2 separate regions of the Mus musculus genome follow, and region 2 is linked to region 1. Evidence: chromatin contacts called from public Hi-C data. All regions are on one chromosome and are shown on one strand. The core of a region is the stretch at or near the end of the contact, and the rest is flanking DNA. Distances in the headings are between cores, read along the strand shown. Region 1 holds the start of Extl1 (exostosin-like glycosyltransferase 1). Region 2 has its middle 17 kb from the start of Gm30453.

What was found. A called contact is a pair of places that touch in the nucleus more often than the background predicts.
Region 2: a Hi-C map of cerebral cortex shows a contact between it and region 1, with 2.6 times the contacts expected there. The contact joins the enhancer-like site here to the promoter of Extl1 in region 1. A contact is called at or near these places in 6 of 39 promoter capture datasets (the SN4741 cell line, hematopoietic stem and progenitor cells, liver and 3 more), 2 of 484 Hi-C or Micro-C datasets (cerebral cortex and nephron progenitors), 2 of 115 datasets of contacts at active chromatin or transcription factors (both in embryonic stem cells) and 2 of 9 other capture datasets (adipose tissue and pancreatic islet).

What each region holds. Positions count from the first base shown.
Region 1 is chr4:134,371,029-134,374,991 of GRCm38.p6, reverse strand. It overlaps Extl1 (exostosin-like glycosyltransferase 1), which reads left to right and starts at 2,445. Exons shown (of 11, transcript NM_019578.2): 1 at 2,445-3,963. The coding sequence starts at 3,274.
Region 2 is chr4:134,429,102-134,432,706 of GRCm38.p6, reverse strand. No RefSeq gene overlaps it. Among named protein-coding and RNA genes, the nearest start is that of Gm30453, 17 kb to the left of the region's middle. Within about 2 kb of position 1,991, at least 88 of the 459 cell types and tissues checked have an H3K27ac peak or open chromatin away from gene starts, as enhancers often do. A contact at or near this core is called in cerebral cortex and nephron progenitors, where this site is marked.

The DNA of each region.
Region 1 (3,963 bases), core at 1,196-3,695:
AGATTTTCATTTCTGTCTTATGTTTCCTTCTGGGAGAGAAGCCTCCATTTTCAGTGAAGATGCTATCACTACCTGCTCCCCTCGGGGCCTGCCTGGCCCATGGGATAACGCTCACTAAATAATTGTGGAATGAGGGAGAAGGTGACCACTTCTTACTTCCTCATAGGGAGGGTGATTTTTCTCAAAAACGTATTTGGAAGCTGGGAGGATGGCTCAGTTGGTAGGGTGTAACGTGCACGCACGAGGCCCCGGGTTAGGTGTGACACCACATAAACCCAGGCTTGGTGGTGCCTGCCTACAATCACAGCATTGAGGAGGTCAAGACAAGGGGAGCAGACATTCAAGAGATTTCTTGACTACATAGCTAGTTCAAGGCCAGCAAACCAAACAAAAATGTAGCCAGGAGGCAGCTCAGTAGGGGAGCAGTTACCCAGCTTGGGGAAGTAGGAAGGTTCCATCCCAGTGCAGGCAAACCCCAAACAATGTTGCTTCCTTTCCAGTCCTAAGGTCAAGGTCACCCTCAGAGGCCTTCTCGGCCCCTGGGTTCAGCAGCCCCACTGTGTGCTGTCAGGTTCCCCCATCCATAGGCTCTCTAACAACAGGGGTAGAGGAGAGGGCCCATCTCACTCTGCACATTGCCTGTTTAGTGGTTAAAGGTATGGATGGTAGGCTGGAAGAATGGCTCAGAGCTCTTTTTTTTTTTTATACAGTGAACCCAGGTTTGGTTCCTAGAACCCACATGGCAGCTCGCAATTATCTCTAACTTCAGTTCCAGTGAATCTGATGCCCTCTTCTGGCCCCCCTAGGCACAGGGCATGCATACTGTAATACTGTAGACAGGCATGCACAGGCACACACACACACACACACACACACACACACACACACACACACACACACACAGAGGCAAACACTCATACACACCAAATAAAAATAAATATGTTTTTAAAATGAATGGCCAGGTATGGTAACATATACCTTTAATCCTAGCACAGGGGACACAGAGACACGCAAGATCAAGGCTAGCCTGGTTTATATAGTGTGTTCTTGGCTACATAGAGAAACACTGCCTCAGAATAAAAGAGAAGATGTATAGATAGATGGCTTAGGACCTGGCTAAGCCATGGGAATACAGGCAAAGTTACTCAAGTTCCCTGAGCCTCAACTTTCTCTTCTGTAAAATGGGAATGATAGTAATATCTCCTTTATAGTCATTTCCAGCGTGCTCAGGACATAGTCACCTACACTATTACTCTTATTCAGCATGGCACTTCCAGTGCCTCCCTGGGAACCTGGTCCAAGTTAGGATGCGAAGGATCTCTTAGATGATTGAACATGGATGTGGCCAGAGCAAGCTTGAGCCCCTGAAGGAGGGTCCTGGCTCTGACTCAGGAGTCTCAGCCGCTTCCTAGAGGAAGGGAACCTTCTGCCAATTCCAAGCCTGGTGGGATGGCAACAGCGCATGCCCACACCTGTCTCCTGCGTGAGAAAGCCTGCGGTTTGCCTGAGCAGCTGTCTATCACGGAGCGACCTACCTCTTACTGCAAGAGGCCAGATTCTTCTTGATCCCATTTTGAGGATGTTCCTGGGCACCTCACTGTGCCCTGCCCTCAGGCTGCTCACCAAGGAGGAGAGGCCAGCGGAAGGATACTTCCTTGTTGAAGGACACCCCACCAAGTGCTCTTGTAGGACCTACAATAGCAACCCTCCAAGGGAATGATGTTAATCCATTTTAAAGATGCAGGTAGACACTGCCCAGCTCCATTCAGTGGCCGAGGGGACAAGAAGAGGCCCCATCAGGCCAGGCTCTGAGTTCAAATCTTCACCTGGACACATCAAAGCTGGGTCACCTTAAGAAAGGCAATCCCTGCTCTGCGCTTCATTTTTCTCAATAGTAAAAAAGACAAAAGAGCTGGTGATGTAATTCAGTGATAGAATACTTGTCTAGTGTGCACAAAGCCTTGGGTTCTACTCCCAGTACCACAACATCAATTCTAAAAATAGACAATGATAATCGTAATAAAAGGGGGGGGGAAAGGCAGATAAACATCTACTTTGGATCACTGGTAAAGACCTTGGAGAGAAGCAAACTGTCAATCCACAGCCACCAGTGAGGTATGGTGCCCTCCTGACCATTATTAATCTTCCAGAGCCAGGCGTGATGGCAGGTAGCTGGCATTCGAGCACTCCGAGGTGAAGACAGATTGATCAGGGACTCAAAGTCCTTGGTTGCAAGGTGGGTTTGAAACCAACCGGGGCTACAGGAACATCCCCACCCCCCTCGTCTCAAAAAAAAAAAAAAAGGAAAAAGAAACGAAACGGTACCCCAGCGAAAGAGGTTGCAAGGGGTTAAGTGGAAACCCTGCCTCCTAGCCAGGAGCCAATCAGAGCTGGCGGGGGTGTGGCCAGGCTGCTGCTGCTGCGAAAGAGAGCTGGACCGACTTGATACCTTCTGGAGTGGGACCTGGAGCTGCCGGCTGGACCTGTGGGGCAGGAACAGGAATTTGGAGCGTAGGTCTTGCCCTCTGCCCTGTGACAGCTCCTAGCCGGAGGGTGCAGAGCAGCTGCCTGGGTTAGGGGCCATAGCCGAGGGGAAGAAGACCACACTCCGAACCTTCTCATTCCCCAGGCGGCGGGCATGGGATGCACTCCGGCTCCAACTTCAGCTGGCTCTGGTGGCCCACATGGACACAAGGTCTATTTATAGTTCTGCCACAGAAGGCCAGCCACCAAACACAGGGGTAGCCAGGGTTTTTTTCAAGAGCTTTTGGGGCAGAGGGAAGAGTGGGAGAGGACAGTCCTGCCTCCTTCTACATCATCCTTGGCCACCCCCTCCCGATACCCACTCCCCATGAACCCAGACAGTTCTCCATAGATAGCCTGCCCTTGGGTCAAGGGTAAGATCAGGGGTGCAGTCCTGAGCGCAAATGGACACGATCTTGTGGTCTGGACAAGGGTTGCATCAGCCCGAGCAGTGGCCCAGGGCAGAGGTCCCGATGAGAGGGCAAAGGGTGGCAAGGTTGTGTGAAGGTAGAGAAAGCAGTCGGAGAGTGGGAATGCAAATTTAGAAAGCCAGAGCCTCCTTGGACTTCCCACGAGGGGTCAATCCCACAGGTGGCCAATGGTTAGTCGAACTTAGCTAGGGGACCTGCCTTCAATGGTGAGAGCGCTGGACCAGAAGGCTGATTTCCAGCTCCCTCCTGCCTGGGGTCGCCTCCTCCACTTGCTACAGAAATTCCTCACTTCCTTCTAGTCCTAGCTGTTGGTGGCCACATGCTGTGGAGAAGAAAGTCCTTCTGGCTGGCGTTGTCAGCCTTCTGGCTCCTCCTCGTCCTCCTAGGAGTCTTCCCCCTTCGCCTGGCAGTGTTGCCCGGTCCTCTTCCAGGGCGCTCCCAAGGCTGGCCCCGCTGGCTGGATGCTGCCTTCTTACAGAGTTTCTCCCAGTCTGAGACGAACCCAGAAGATGTCGCACAGCTCCCTCGGGTCTCTCGGGGAAGCAGCTGCACCTGGGGAGCCTGCTTTGACACCTCCAAGTGTAGGGGAAAGGTCCTCAAGATCTTTGTGCACTCCCCGGCTGGTCCGACCTCTGAGGCTCAGCGCAGGATCCTGGATTCCTTGGAAGGCTCCCGCTACTCTGCACTCAGCCCAGCAGACGCTTGCCTTCTCCTTTTTCTCCCCAGCCAGGATCGTAGAGGAGCCTGCGGGCCCCTGCCTCCGAACTGGAACGGAGGCCGGAACCATCTGGTGTTGAGTCTCTACCCAGCCCCTTGCACCAGGCTGGGACAGGCGATGGTAGCTGAGGCCAGCCCCTCCTCGGACATCTTCCGACCGGGCTTCGATTTAGCGCTCCCGTATCTCCCCGAAGCTCACCCATTGCGAGGTGGGGCTCCCGGCAAGCTGCAGCAGCACAGTCCCCAACCTGGGGCCACCTTACTGGCGGTAGCAGAGGAGAAAGGCAGGTGG
Region 2 (3,605 bases), core at 742-3,241, 58 kb before region 1:
TGCAGGAATCGGTGTTAACTCTCCAGACCTTCTAGGCCAGGCTTCTTCCTTACACAAAGGCTCCAAGGTACAATTACTGGAAATTATGGGTATCACAGTAAATGGTGTGTGTGTGTGTGTGTGTGTGTGTGTGTGTGTGTGTGTGTGTGTGTGTGAACAAAACCTGGGCCATCATGAGTGTCTCTAAAGTACGTTTGTAAGTCTGTAAGCTGGAAGATCTGGGGGCTGCTTGTTTCCACAGACCCTGGGGGAATGCCAGTCAAAGCACCCAACCAACGGAGCCACACGCTTAACCCAAGATTTTAACTTGAAATTTTTAACCCGAGTTTATAGCTACAAACTCTGGGTTCTTCATGAACGATTTTTTTTTTAATCAGCCAATTTTCCTTCCAATTCTAAAATGTCATTGTTCTGAGTTCTAGGACTTCCTCCTATTCCCTAAAATGAGGTCAATTGGCCTAAGTCACTGCAGGGGTCTTGACCTCAGCTGAGTGTCTGCATATCCCATCGATCTGGGCCCACCTCAGATCCTCTGGGACCAGCATCTCCAGAACCCCAGATGAGTCCTCAGCATCTCTGTCCACAGTTCCCAAGTGAGTCTGACATACGTCTAGGGCATACTACTCAGAACTGTGAGATCACTAATTTCCAAGCATGTCTAAGTAGTGTTTCCCTCAGCTAATGGAGACACTCCTATTATATCAGGTGGATGGATGGATGGATGGATGAGTGACAGATGGGTGAAGCCTGTCTTCTACTGCTGTTTTACTGCCTGGACCTCGTGGTGTTTTCAACAGAAACAGCTCTTTGTATGAACAGACCCGGTAATGCATTTAGCTGGAGAAGAGGTGTGTGTTATTTCAGTTGATATAAGAATTTTTTTAAATTTATGTATTTATGTGTGTGGTGCATATATGCCTTTGGGGGTAGATGCATATGCATGTATGTATGCATGTATGTATGAGGAGGCTGATACAATGTCTCTTCCTCTATTGAGCTTCACCGCCTTTTTAAAGACAGCATCTCTCATCCCCTAGCTCGGCTGCCTGGCTTGGCTGGCTGGCTCGGCTGGCGGGCCAGTGAGCCTGGGATCCACCTTCTCCACCTCGCTGCCAGGGTTGCAGACATGGACCCCCACAGTTGGCGTTTTCACGGGGGCTGAGGATCCAAACTCAGGTGCCCACGCTTGCACAGTTGGTACTTCACTGACCCAGTCTGAGAACCTTTCTTTTTGTGGAATGGGGATGGTTAGGAGCTAAAACACTGGCGTCGGAGCCCACATTCTAGGTTCAAATCCTGGTCCCCTCCCCCTAGATGCTGGTGTCTTGGCTGGCCCAGTAGATCTCCAAGTCTCACTCTCTTGATCCAAACAATGGGAACAAATGCAGTGTCTTATGGGAATGAGGTTAGGCTTAAACGGTGCAGTGTGCAAAAAGTACTCAGCACAGTACCTGGCACAGAAGTGAAGTATTCACTAAGTAATGGCTCATCCCAGCAAATGCAAAATTTGGTGCGCCTTATTGTGAACGGCAACGTCTGTCTGTCTGTCTGTCTAGTGCTCTGTAGACAGCAAAGGCCATTGCGTTTTACATTAGCTATCCAGTCCCAACAAAAACACCCCAAAGTGGGCAAGACCCACTTGAGTCACCACACTTTACTGAAAAAGAAACAAAAGCTCAGGAGGGCCTCCTGGCTCCAGATCAAACAGCAAATAAAGTGTCTGTGTCTGAATTCAGTCTTGGGCGTGAGTCTGCGAAGATGAATAATTACGCATGCGCACCGGGCAAGCTGAGTGTCTCGGGGCCATCTGGCTTCACAGCTCGAGGAAGCCCGTGTTTCTAAGCAGCTTTTTTTAGATGAGAGCAAGATGGGAAACAGAAGCTGGCAAACTGCTCTCCCTCGTTTTCGAGACTAGTGTGACTTGTGCTCAGCTCTGCCCTTCTTCTAATTCTCAAATGCTCCTTGTCTGTGGCCTCCCGGAGTTTTGCGAGGCCTGGACTGTCTCTGGCTCTGTCCTGGCCCCGCAGCTGGGATCTGGGGAAGGGCTGAAAGACAAGGAAGAGGGGCAGCTGCTGGAGACATCAGAGAGCCGGGCCAGCACCAGCTGGTTGCACGTCTGGGTAGGGAACAAGAAGCTGATAGGGGGCAGAGGGCACGATTCCTGCTTCGCATGTCAGTCAACAGGAGGATGCTCTTTCCCCTCCAACAGATGGGCCCTGGAGTCGTGTAATAAAGTGTAACATTCAATACGGTCCGGACCACAGCTCTCCCGGGAGCGGGAGGCTGAGAGATCAAATGTTAACTGAACGCAATCAAGACACTTCATTGAAGAGGTAGACCGGCTGGAAGAGGTAGACCAGACTGAAGTGTTAGTGGTTTTGAGATGCATGGAAACATCAAAGCAAAGCACCCCGAGGGAGGGCTAGGGAATGAAGAGATGCAAGGAAGAGTGAACAGAGGCTGGGGAGAGCAAACAGGGAAGAAATACATGTGATTCTATGGGAACGGGGCATCTTGTATACTGTTGGCATCTAGAGACAGAACCGAAGGGGCCCTCAGACACCAGCCAGCTCAACAGCTACCTCCCTGAGTCCTGGTACACAGAGAGGAAAGCTGGAGTCAACAGAGAAGCACACACCCAGGGCACACAGTGAGAGAGGGTGACAAGGGACTGATCAAGAACCCAGTGGATCTGGGAAGAGGCTTGGGAAACCCTGTGCCTCCATAAAAATCTAGGGAGACATTTTCTTCAGTGGTGTCTCCACAGACAGCTTGTCCATGCTCTAGGAAATGACTCCTTCTTACCTGTGCTCCTGTAAGAGATCTGCAGTAAAGTCACTGAGACAGGAAACACATGCACATGTGCACACACACACACCATGCATGTGTGGACATACATATACACATGCACACACACAATAGGCATGCAGGAGCGCACACACAGGCACACACACATGCACCATCAATACAGAAAGAGGACTAGTTGAGAAGAGTAAAGACATCAAAGGGAGGGGGATATTAGTGAGTGACTGAGAAAAGTATATATTTGTTGTTGTTGTTTTGTTTTTCAAGACAGGGTTTCTCTGTATAGCCTTGGCTGTCCTGGAACTCACTTTGTAGACCAGGCTGGCCTCGAACTCAGAAATCTGCCTGTCTCTGCCTCCCGAGTGCTGGGATTAAAGGCATGTGCCACTATGCCCGGTTATATGTATTTGTTTAATTGGTTATTTTATTTATCTACATTTCAAGTGTTGTCTCCTTTCCTGGTCTCCCCTCCATAAACCCCCATCCCACCTTCCCTCCCCTTTGCCTCTAAGAGGGTGCTCCTCCACCCACCCACACTTTCCTGCCTCACCCCTCTAGCATCCCCCTACGCTGGGGCATCAAGCCTCCACGGAACCAAGAGCCTCCCAGCCCACTGATACCTGATAAAGCAGACCTCATCTCACATGTAGCGGAGCCATGGACCCAACCGTGTGTACTCTTTGGTTGGTGCTTTAGTTCCTGGGAGCTCAGAGGGGGGCGTGTCAAGTTAGTTGAAAAAGTATATTTTATATACATATGAAAATGTTATAATGAAATGTTATAATGTTATATTGCTGGTG